Regions from separate parts of the Ovis aries genome. Here region 2 is linked to region 1. The links are chromatin contacts, called in public Hi-C maps. All regions are on one chromosome and are shown on one strand. Each heading gives the region's core, a stretch centred on a gene start, on an enhancer-like site or on the middle of the called end of the contact. The rest is flanking DNA. Distances are from core to core; before and after follow the strand shown.

Region 1 (5,009 bases), core at 1,759-4,258:
GTTCCAGGTGAGACTCAAACCTGCCAAGAGCTTGTGCGACGTCAAGAGAGCCGCTCAGGCTCCCTGAGCCTCAATTTCCTCACCTGTAAAATGGGGCTGCAGGCCCATCTCACAGTGTTGTTGCTGGGTGACGTCGAGTCGCGCAGGTAAAAGTGCCTGCCGTGCCCGGGCCCACGTCATTAGCAATTGGAGCATCAAGCTTTTTTTCTGGCTGCACCATGTATTTTGTGTCAATCTAGTTCCCTGAGCAAGGATTGAACCCAGGCCCTGGGCAGTGAAAGCCTTAAGTCCTAACCACCGGACCGCCAGGTAAGTCCTCAGCTCAAAACCAACGAAAGGAATCGGGTCGCTGAGACCGACGACAAGAGGCCAGTGGCTCCTGTGCGGCGATGCCTGCAGTGAGGGCGGATCCTTAAAGACGCTGGAATGGTTTCAAACGAGTGGCTCCCAGGAGGCAACTGGAACAAGACAGTCAACCCAGCAGACACAGATGGGATGAGGGCCGCAGGGTCCAAGCGGAAGAGGCTGGGCCCCCGTCAGCACCTGGCCGTGTAGACGGCAGTGTGGCTCCATCAGGAGACCAGCATGCTGAGACGGCTGTTGTGGGCACTGCGCGGACCACAGCGGTTCTTGCGGCCACGCCCGACGGCAGTGCATCTGAACACGGGGCCGGAAAGCTTTTCCTCTCCGCGAGCTTGGGGTGACAACACCCCCACGGGACGCGTGTGGACCCGTGGAATCAGAAACCAAACCTGGGGATGCACAGAGCAGGCTGAGCTACTGAGGGGCGGAGGGCGGGCTGCGCACGCCTGACCTCGCAGACGCGCTCCATCCGCGTGATTCGAACAAGGCAGGAGCCCCGGAAGTGTGATGTGGCCTCCCTGGCCTTCTGCATCCCACCATGTTCACAGACACTATGAGGTTTTTCTTACCTTTCTTGACAAAAGAATTGATGAATTCGTGTGTGATTAACTCATAAAGAGGTAAATCCTTCACAAAGTAATAGGGTCCAAATTCCATGACCAGATCTTTCAGTTCTTTTGATAGTATCCCACATTCAGGAATCAGAAATGAAACCTATTGGAATATACAACACAAAAAACTTATTTTTATATTAATAACAGAAGCATGGTTGACTTACAGTATTATACTAGTTTCATGTATACAGCATGTGATTCAGCATTTTTGCAAATTATACTCCATTATAGGTTTCAACAAGTTTTATTTTCATGCAGATCAACACCCGGGATTTAGTGATGATACAACATAATTAAGGCTACTAACCATTCCTCCACAACCTTCAGCAAAAGTCTGAAATTAATTTACTAATCTCAGGAAAAGAGAAATCCAACAAGTTAAGTTTTCCATTTCTGAATTCAAGTGCACAGTATAGGAAATTGAATGAAAAAAAACAATTTTAATGGGAAACTCTTGCTTGCGTTTTATCTTTTGAAAATAAGCAATATATTTGATGACCTGTTCCTGTCACTACATTAATTAATTTTTAGGGAAATGCAGTGGTAAAGAATCTGCCTGCCAATGCAAAAGACCTAGGTTTGATCCCTGGGTCAGGAAGATCCCCTGGAAAAGGAAATGGCAACCTACTCCAGTATTCTTGCCTGGGAAATCCCATGGACAGAGGAGCCTGGCGGGGTTAGGGTTAGACTTAGGGACTCACCAAGTATAAGTGAATATCCCCAGATCTGTGTATCCTGGTACCAGGCTGGAATCAGAGGAACTGTCCCTTAGGGCGTAAGGAATTTGGGGATACTGGTTATTAACAGGCCACATGGAAGCAGAAGTCAGCTTGGTGTTCCCACTGTCCCGACGGAAAAGCTCTGCACGTGGGCTGGGGAGGACACAGTGCACCTCCCAGACGGCTGTCTGTGAAGAGTTATCCATCCAGAGCAGAGACGTTCAACCCGACAGGTTTCAAGCGGTGCCCGGCCGCTCCACACCTTGAAAAAGGCCACTCTCCCAAAGCGGGGACACTAACCGGGGTCGCCACTTGTGTCTGAGACACTGGCCAGTGAGGCCGAGCTGAGATTAGGCTGATCAGCTTAAAAGCGTGCGAGGCTTCACGCGCTTCCATTTTAAGGTCTAGTCTGGAGTCCTCCCCACTTGCACGGGTCCGCGAAGCCTTCCCAGCAGACACTGCCCGGGAGTCAGGGGGCTTCTCCTCCCCAGGAAGGTCCAGTAACCACCCCCACTGACGCCTCAGCCACGAAAAGGGCCCCGGGGCGGGCGACACTTCCAGGGAACACCAGCAAACATCGCTGTGGGCAAGGCGGCCGAGGCGAATTTCTACCAAAAGCTGCCCAAATGCCGCCCTGGCGCTCTGGATGGACAAGGCGGAGAGCAGCGGGCAGAAGAAAGAGCTTTTCAGGGATCAAACTAGCGCCCGTAAGCGGTTTAGAGGAGCAAGCAGCTCCCGGGCGGAACTGGGCCGGCCGCTCCGGAGAGGCGCGCGGGTGCAGGAACCCAGCGGCAGGGAAGGAGGGCGGCCGCCCCGCCCGTCCTGGCCCCGCCCCCGCCTTCCGGCCCCGCCCCAGGGACGCAGCACGCCTGGGGCGGGGCCAGGCCACAGCAAGAGACCAGAGGCCCCGTGAACCCTGCCCCGCCCTCCGACGGCGGGGCACCGCCCCGCACCGGTGCACCCTGGGACTTGTGGTCCTCAAGCGAGCCAACACAGGAGCCTGGAGCCACGGAGAGACTACAGCTCCCAGCATGCCGAGCGAGGGCCCCGCCCCTCCACGCGACGAGGGCGGGCCCCCGGAGCAGAGCCCGGCTCTCCCCCAGCCTCCCGCGCCCGCGGGAGGGAGCGTGCGCGATCCGCGGACCGAGGGCCAGGACTCACCCTGTAATTGTAATAGTGCGTCTCCACGAGATGCCGGTGGCGCGACTTGTCATGGCCGAAGTTGGACTTCTCACAGACCAGCAGGTGCCGGGGCACCTCTCGCAGCCGGCGCAGCGTGGCCATGCTCTCCCCGCGCAGACCCTCCAGGCTCGGCTCGCCCCGCCCCTTCCCTCGCCCCGCGGGCGTGCGCAGTGCCGGCAGGGCGCACGTGCGCAGGCTGCCCGGGTAGGGGCGGGGCTAGCGCCGGGGCGGGGCTAGCGCTGGGGGCGGGGCTAGGCCTCGGGATCCTCAGCCGGAGCTCTCTGATGGGTAAAGGAAAGGCGCACTGCCCGGAATGAATTCCCTTGTCAGACTCCCTCCTCTGGGCCCCAGGTTGCCCCTTCCCAAACTGTCAAGGAGGTTTGTGTCTAATACCTTCAATAGAACTCCTTAAGACTTCTTCAAAACCACTTTTAAGATCCTTTTAAAAATATCCTTTTGGGGAATTCTCTAGCCATCCAGGGGTTAGTATTCAGTGCTGGAGCCAGGGTTCAATCCCTGGTTGGGGAAATGAAGATCCCACAAGCCGGCGCAACCAAAAAAAAAAAAAAAAGAATGAAAAATAGACTTTTGGAACCGCTTTTAATAATTTGTTGCTATTGGAAGTTATAGTGATAATTCGTTTTTCCACCTAATCTTTCTGACCAACTGTAAGTACTATACTACACACTTTTCAAACTGGAATCTGCACAGCCCAATTCTATGCAGAGAGGATGCAAAATAACAGAATATTTGTGTTCTGGAGCATCAGTTTTACTATAAGATGTGGAAGAAGAGAAGTTAAATAATTTAGAAGATGCATGGATGCATGAGTACTCAGTCGTGTCCAACTTTTTTTGCAACCCCATGGTCTGTAGCCTGCCAGGCTCCTCTGTCCGCGGGATTTCCCAGTCAAGAATACTGGAATAGGTAGCCATTGCTTTCTCCAGGGGATCTTCCTGACCCAGGGATCGAACCCACATCTCTTGAATTGTAGGCGGATTCTTTACCACTAAGCCACCTGGAAAGCCCAATTTAGAAGATAAGTATGTGTAAGTCTGGGCTTCCCAAGTGGTGCTAGTGGTAAGGAATCCACCTAGCAATGCAGGAGACCCAAGAGATGAGGGTTAGATCCCCTAAAGGAGGAAATGGCAACTCACGCCAGTCACATGTGTAAATCTCATCCAAAACTAAGGCTGGTCAGTTCTTCACCATTACTCCTGTGCCTCAAAAGTCAGATTATCTCTGCAAATATTCTAAGGGACACCAATTTTCCATTATTTTAAATAGGAAGAATGATAAAGAAATAGCAAGTTGATCAAAAAATTCCCAATCTCCTAAATCACAACAAGGCACTTAGATACAACTTACAAATATCATATTAGCATGTAAAATGCTTAAAGCATTGCTTCATGGGCACCACACAATTCAGTAGCAGTGGCCTCTCTTAGACCTGCAGCGTCAGAGGTGGACCTCTCCTAGGTTGGTACTCCAAAGCTCTGCAAAGTGACTGTTGCGATTCTGATGGTGCACCAGTAATGTGTGAAAGCAACATGAAGCTTTTCTAACAAGCCCTTTAGGTGAAAATGTTGTATTAACTTTTGAAGGCTCAGTGTAACTCCTATGCGTGTAAACTTCAGCTTTTCTCTACAATACTTCATCAAAATGGCTCTGTCGCCCCTCCGCGCTGTCTCTAGTCCACAACCACTGCTGGCCGCCTTTCTCTCTGGTCACTGCAAATGCCAGCCTCCCGACTGTCTTGCCCTCCTACAGTCAGCATCCAGACGATCTCTTGAATATATGAATAACATGACATATATCTAGGGCCCAGCCTCTACACCTGTCTGCACCACACATCGATTAACAATAAAGAGACGTTTCTTTATGACTTGCTGGGTTCTGGGCACATAATAAATACGTGTGAATGACTCTCCAACCAGTTACTGCCCCTGGAGGACAACAGGCATACTCCGTTCACCTTTCCAGCTCTCGCACCATTCAAGCACACGGTAGCTGCCCCATAAATACGTTTGTTTAACAAATACTTCTTACCCATATTTCCATACCCAGATCCTAACATTCCATCAGGAGTCAAAATATTAACAACTTGGATAAATGAACTTGCACGTGAACA
Region 2 (5,009 bases), core at 1,265-3,764, 420 kb before region 1:
CTTTTTGATTATGGCCATCCTAGTTGCTGTGAAGTGGTATCTCATGGGGATTCTGATTTGCATTTTCCTAACGATTAGTGACGTAGAACATCTCTTCATGTGCTTATTGGCATCTGTGAACCTTTAAAGAAACGCATATTCAAATCCTCTGCCCATTTAAAAGTTTGTTCGTTTTTAAGTGATTGATTTGTAAGAGTTCTTCATATATTCTGGACACTAGACTCTTATCATTTAGATCTGCTAATATCTTTCTCACTTTGCAGGGTGTCTTCTCACTTTCTTGGTGGTGTCTTTTGAAATACGAACATTTTTCATTTCAATGAAGTCTGATTTATCTATTTTTTCTTGTGTTGTTTGTGCTTTTGGTGTGCGTCTAACCCAAGGTCGTAAAGGCTTACTCCTGTCTTCTTCTAGGACTTATGTCTCTGATCCAAGGCAACTTGTGTGTGGTATGAGGTTCAGGTCCAACTTTGCCCTTCTGCATGTGGATATCCAGTTATCCCAGCACCACTTGTTGAAAAGACTATTTTTTCCACAAAACAGTGGACTGTGTTGGCACCCTTGGTGAGACTCAGTTACCTATAAATATATGAATTTATTCCTGGACGCTCAACATATGTCTATCCTTATGCCAGTACACACGATCTCGATCTGTGTAGATTTGTCCTGAGTCATGAAATAGGGAATCTGTCTTCCAACTTTGATCTTTTTCAAGATGGTGTTGGCTATTTTGAGTCCCTTGTATTTCTGTATGAATCTATTTGTCAATTTATGCCAAAGAAAAGGCAGCTGGGATTTTCAAAAGGATTGTGTTGAGTGTGTAGACCGACTTGAGGAGTACTGCCATCTTAGCATTATTTGGTCTTCCACAGTGTTCCTCTTAAAAACCAAAACAAACCTCAAACTTCAGCAGTTACTCGGCTCACACAACCAACAATTCTTCAGTTTTCCTGCAATAGCTCCTATTTCCTCCAGGGACTTTAAAGATGGAATGCTTTATCCTTGTAAATGAATTATCTTCTTTTACCAGTCAAACTTAACTTACACTTACTTATTCAACCAGAACGGTTCTGTTTTAGTGATGGGAAAGCCAGGGCGAAAGACACGCGTTCAGAGCCCTGCCCAACTTGCCGCACAAGAACAGGGGGATTCGTGATGGAAACGAGAGGCTCTGCTTGCACTCCTCTGTTCTCCCAAAGTTTAAGCAAGAGCTGCTTTCATATCCTGGCTGCTCTCCATTCATCTACTTTTATGTGAAATTCATAAAAAAGTATTGCATTTCCTTGAATCTGTTTCTTTCTTTTTATAATAGTGGTGTGATCCAGGTGCCCAGCTGACCTCCCAGGCCTGTGTCTTTAATATAAATCACACTTCCTTTGATGACAACCGCAGTGGCCTGAGCCCGCCAGGTCTAGCCCCTCACACTGTCTCCCACGTGCTTCTGTGAGTCCCGGGAGGGCGGCTCACCCACCCGGAACCAGCCTGTCAGCCCATTGCCTCTTCTTCACCCATCCCGCACTCCGTCTCCAGGAGACACCCATCCTCGAATTACCAGACCATGCAGGGGTGCTTTTTCGGATTTGTTTGAATCTCCTAGCCCTGTGGGGCACCAGAGCAGAGCTGTCTCTACACAGATGAAGAAAATGGTCTTATCCACCTGAATGCAGCAACTCTCTCAGAATTCTTGAAAAATCCAGTAGGCGTGGGGCCCTTGGACCCCTCCTCACACTCTGGTGGGACTGAAGTCCTCCAGGGGACAAGGCAGCAGCCCCCCACCCCGGCCTCCCACCCGGCCCCTCACCATTCTCCTCTGCTTTCCATGACCTCGGCCCCATCCCTCCTCCTTCCTCCAGGGTTGCCAGACAGCAGCTTGAATGAATGCCTGCCCACCTGGGGAAAAGGAGCATGTGGTGTGTGTGTGAGTGTGTGAGTGTGTGAGGATGTGTGCGTGTGTGCATGAGTGTGTGTGTGTGAGGATGTGTGTGTGTGAGGATGTGTGTGTGAGTGTGTGTGTGAGTTGTGTGTTTTGGTGGGCATCTCACCAACAACAGGTGGGCACCTGCAGGAGTTCCTGAAGTTGAAAAAGTCGCCCACTCCCAAAGACATCATGAGGATTAACGTAAGTAAGGCAAATACAAATATATTAAAATAAAACAAAATAAACAGAGAACAATGCCCTCTCCTCCCCCAAAGCCCTGGTACAAACAAGACACTTCCCCCTGGGTTTTAAAATATTGAAGTGTTAAGACCCCTTTTCTGGTTAAAGGCACGTAGTCCAAAGACGTCTCGAGGCCACAGTGGAAACGTCACCAGGCCAGTGATTCCAGGACAGGCCCCTGGGCTACCCCTCCGCCCCACCGTGTTCTTCCTGAGGAGTGACAGGGTCCCTCCAGGCCAGGATGAAGGTCAGACTCGGAGTCAGAGTTACTTCCTCCGCTCATCTCCGGCCCCTGGGGATGAGCCATGGTCTGTGGGTTTAGGCAGCTGGTGCCAGGGATTAGCGCCTCCTCCCCGCTCTCTGCCTGGGCAGGAGGTGGACAGAGGGTGGCCCTGCCCACTCGCCTGCTGCCCACAAGGCCGGGCATTTCAGTGCAGTCGCTCCCCTTGGCTTCGGCCAAAAATAGCAGCCAGTTTCATCCACCGAGAGCAAGGCCTTTCCCAGGACCTTCCTTCGCAGAAATCCCACGGCGGTTTGGAGGCGCCCCCGCATCCCCCCCACCCCCGCCTCCTATCCCAGCCCGCAGGCCCGCCCCTCCACTGCCGGCCCCGCTCCCCAGGCGGGACCGCAGCCTCCGCATCCCGCTGCCCTTTGGGCACACGGTGCGCCCGGGCATCGGGACAAAGCGCCCCCGCTGCAGCCTGCGGGGCTGGCCGCAGGGTCCGGGTTAGGAGGTGCGGAGGAAGAGGTGCGGCCCCGAGGACCTTGCGAGCCCGGAGCCTCAGCCCTCCTTTCGCTTCCGTCTCCGCACGCGGCTACTGGCGGCCCGGGTGTCTGCGGATGGCCGGAGAGGTCGAAAAGCAGAAGCAGAAGCAGGGCCGCGCGAGCCAGGCCCCGAGCCAGGTCGCACGTGACCGCCCTCTGCCCCGAGCTCACGTGGGGGCGTCGGGCGCCGGAAGCACCGAACACAGCAGCGGGCGAACCGGGCGACAGGCAGACGCCAGCCGGCGCGGGAGGGCGAGGGCGGGGCTCTTTCCGCAGGGTCCTCAGGGAGGTCTGAGCCGAGTCTAAGTTTGCCGCGGGGATAAGCACGCAGCAGAGCATCCCGTGAGAGCAAACAGGGTGTCGAAACCTGCGGAGAGGGCTGGAGGGGCCGTGAGCCAAGAGGGAGCCCGAGGGGGGCTTGGGCCCTTCACCTCCTTAAGCGCCGCCTGAAAGACGCTCACCAGAAGCGGCGAGCTTGCGCTGTGGGCTCCGCTTCAAGGGACGCCCGTCTCCTCCCCTTTGGATCCTCTGTTTTAACGTGAGCAGCCACTGGAGGGCGTAGGGGTTTGGGGAGGAAAGACTGACCGGGCAGAATTTTTGTTGTTCAGCTGCTCAGTCGTTTCTGACTCTGCGATCCATGGACTGCAGCACGCCAGGCTTCCCTGTCCTTCACCATCTCCCGGAGTTTGCTCAAACTCCTGTCCATCGAGCCGGTGATGCCATCCAACCGTATCATCCAATGTTGTCCCCTCCTCTTCCTGCCTTCAATCTTTCCCTGCATCAGGGTCTTTTCCAGTGAATCGACTCTTGGCATCAGGTGGCCAAAGTATTGGAAGTGATACTTCACCTTCAGTCCTTCCGATGAATATTCAGGGTTGATTTCCTTTACGATTGAGTGGTTTGACCTCCTCGCAGTCCAAGGGACTCTAAAGAGTCTTCTCCAACACCACCGTTTGAAGGCATCAATTCTTTGGCACTCAGCCTTTCATATTGTCCAGCTCTCGCATCCACATATGACTACTGGGAAAACCATTGTTTTGGCTAGACAGACCTTTGTAGGCAAAGTATAGACAAAACCATGAAGGGTGGTGGATGCTGTGCTAATGGGCTTTCAACTTATCTTGTGGGCTGGAGCTTGCAAGCTGGTGGCCATGTGATTTTTTTTTTTTTTTAATTCTAGGAACTTGGTTTGTTTAATTCATATAAAGTTTTTAAAGTCAGCACCTTTCTAGAAATATCAACAACTTCAGATATGCAGATGATACCACTCTAATGGCAGAAAGTGAAGAGGAACTAAAGAGCTTCTGGATGAGAATAAAAGAAGAGAGTGAAAAAGCTAGCCTAAAACTCAACGTTCAAAACACTAAGATCATGGCATCTGGTCCCATCGCTTCATGGGAAATGGGTGGGGGAAAAGTGGAAACAGTGACAGACTTTATTTTCTTGGGCTCCAAAATCACTGGTGACTGCAGCCAGGCAATTAAAAGACACTTACTCCTTGGAAGAAAAGCTATGATAAACCTAGACAGCATAGAGAAAAGCAGAGACATCACTTTGTGGACAAAGGTGTGTACAGTCAAAGCAATGGTTTTTCCAGTGGTCATGTATGGATGTGAGAGTTGGACCATAAAGAAGGCTGAGCACCAAAGAATTGATGCTTTTGAACTGTGGTGCTGGAGAAGACTCTTGAGAGTCCCTTGGACAGCAAAGAGATCAAACCAGTCAATCCTAAAGGAAATCAATCCTGAATATTCATTGGAAGGACTGATGCTGAAGCTGAAGCGCCAATACTTTGGCTGCTGATGTGAAGAGCTGACTCACTGGAAAAGACCCTGATGCTGGGACAGGTTGAAGGTGGGAGGAGACGGTGACAAAAGAGGATGAGATGGTTGGATGGCAACACCGACTCAATGGGCATGAGTTTGAGCAAATTCTGCGAGATGGTGAAGAACAGGGAGGCCTGGCGTGCTGTAGTCCCTGGGTTGCAAAGAGTCAGACACAACTGAGAGACTGAACGGCAAGAACAGGATGCTGAAGAGACAAAAAAGAGGAGACATGTGAGAGCAGACACCTCGGCATCGCACCA

Evidence for each region. A called contact is a pair of places that touch in the nucleus more often than the background predicts.
Region 2: a contact with region 1 is called in a Hi-C map of hypothalamus, with 2.6 times the contacts expected there. The contact joins the enhancer-like site here to the promoter of RPP40 in region 1. A contact is called at or near these places in 2 of 16 Hi-C or Micro-C datasets (hypothalamus and tail adipose tissue).

Annotation. Positions count from the first base shown.
Region 1 is chr20:48,685,407-48,690,415 of ARS-UI_Ramb_v3.0, reverse strand. RPP40 (ribonuclease P/MRP subunit p40) reads right to left here and starts at 3,008. Exons shown (of 9, transcript XM_042236802.2): 1 at 2,858-3,008; 2 at 1,679-1,744; 3 at 933-1,077. The coding sequence starts at 1,020.
Region 2 is chr20:49,100,401-49,105,409 of ARS-UI_Ramb_v3.0, reverse strand. No RefSeq gene overlaps it. Among named protein-coding and RNA genes, the nearest start is that of ECI2, 56 kb to the left of the region's middle. Within about 2 kb of position 2,514, at least 29 of the 54 cell types and tissues checked have an H3K27ac peak or open chromatin away from gene starts, as enhancers often do. A contact at or near this core is called in hypothalamus and tail adipose tissue, where this site is marked.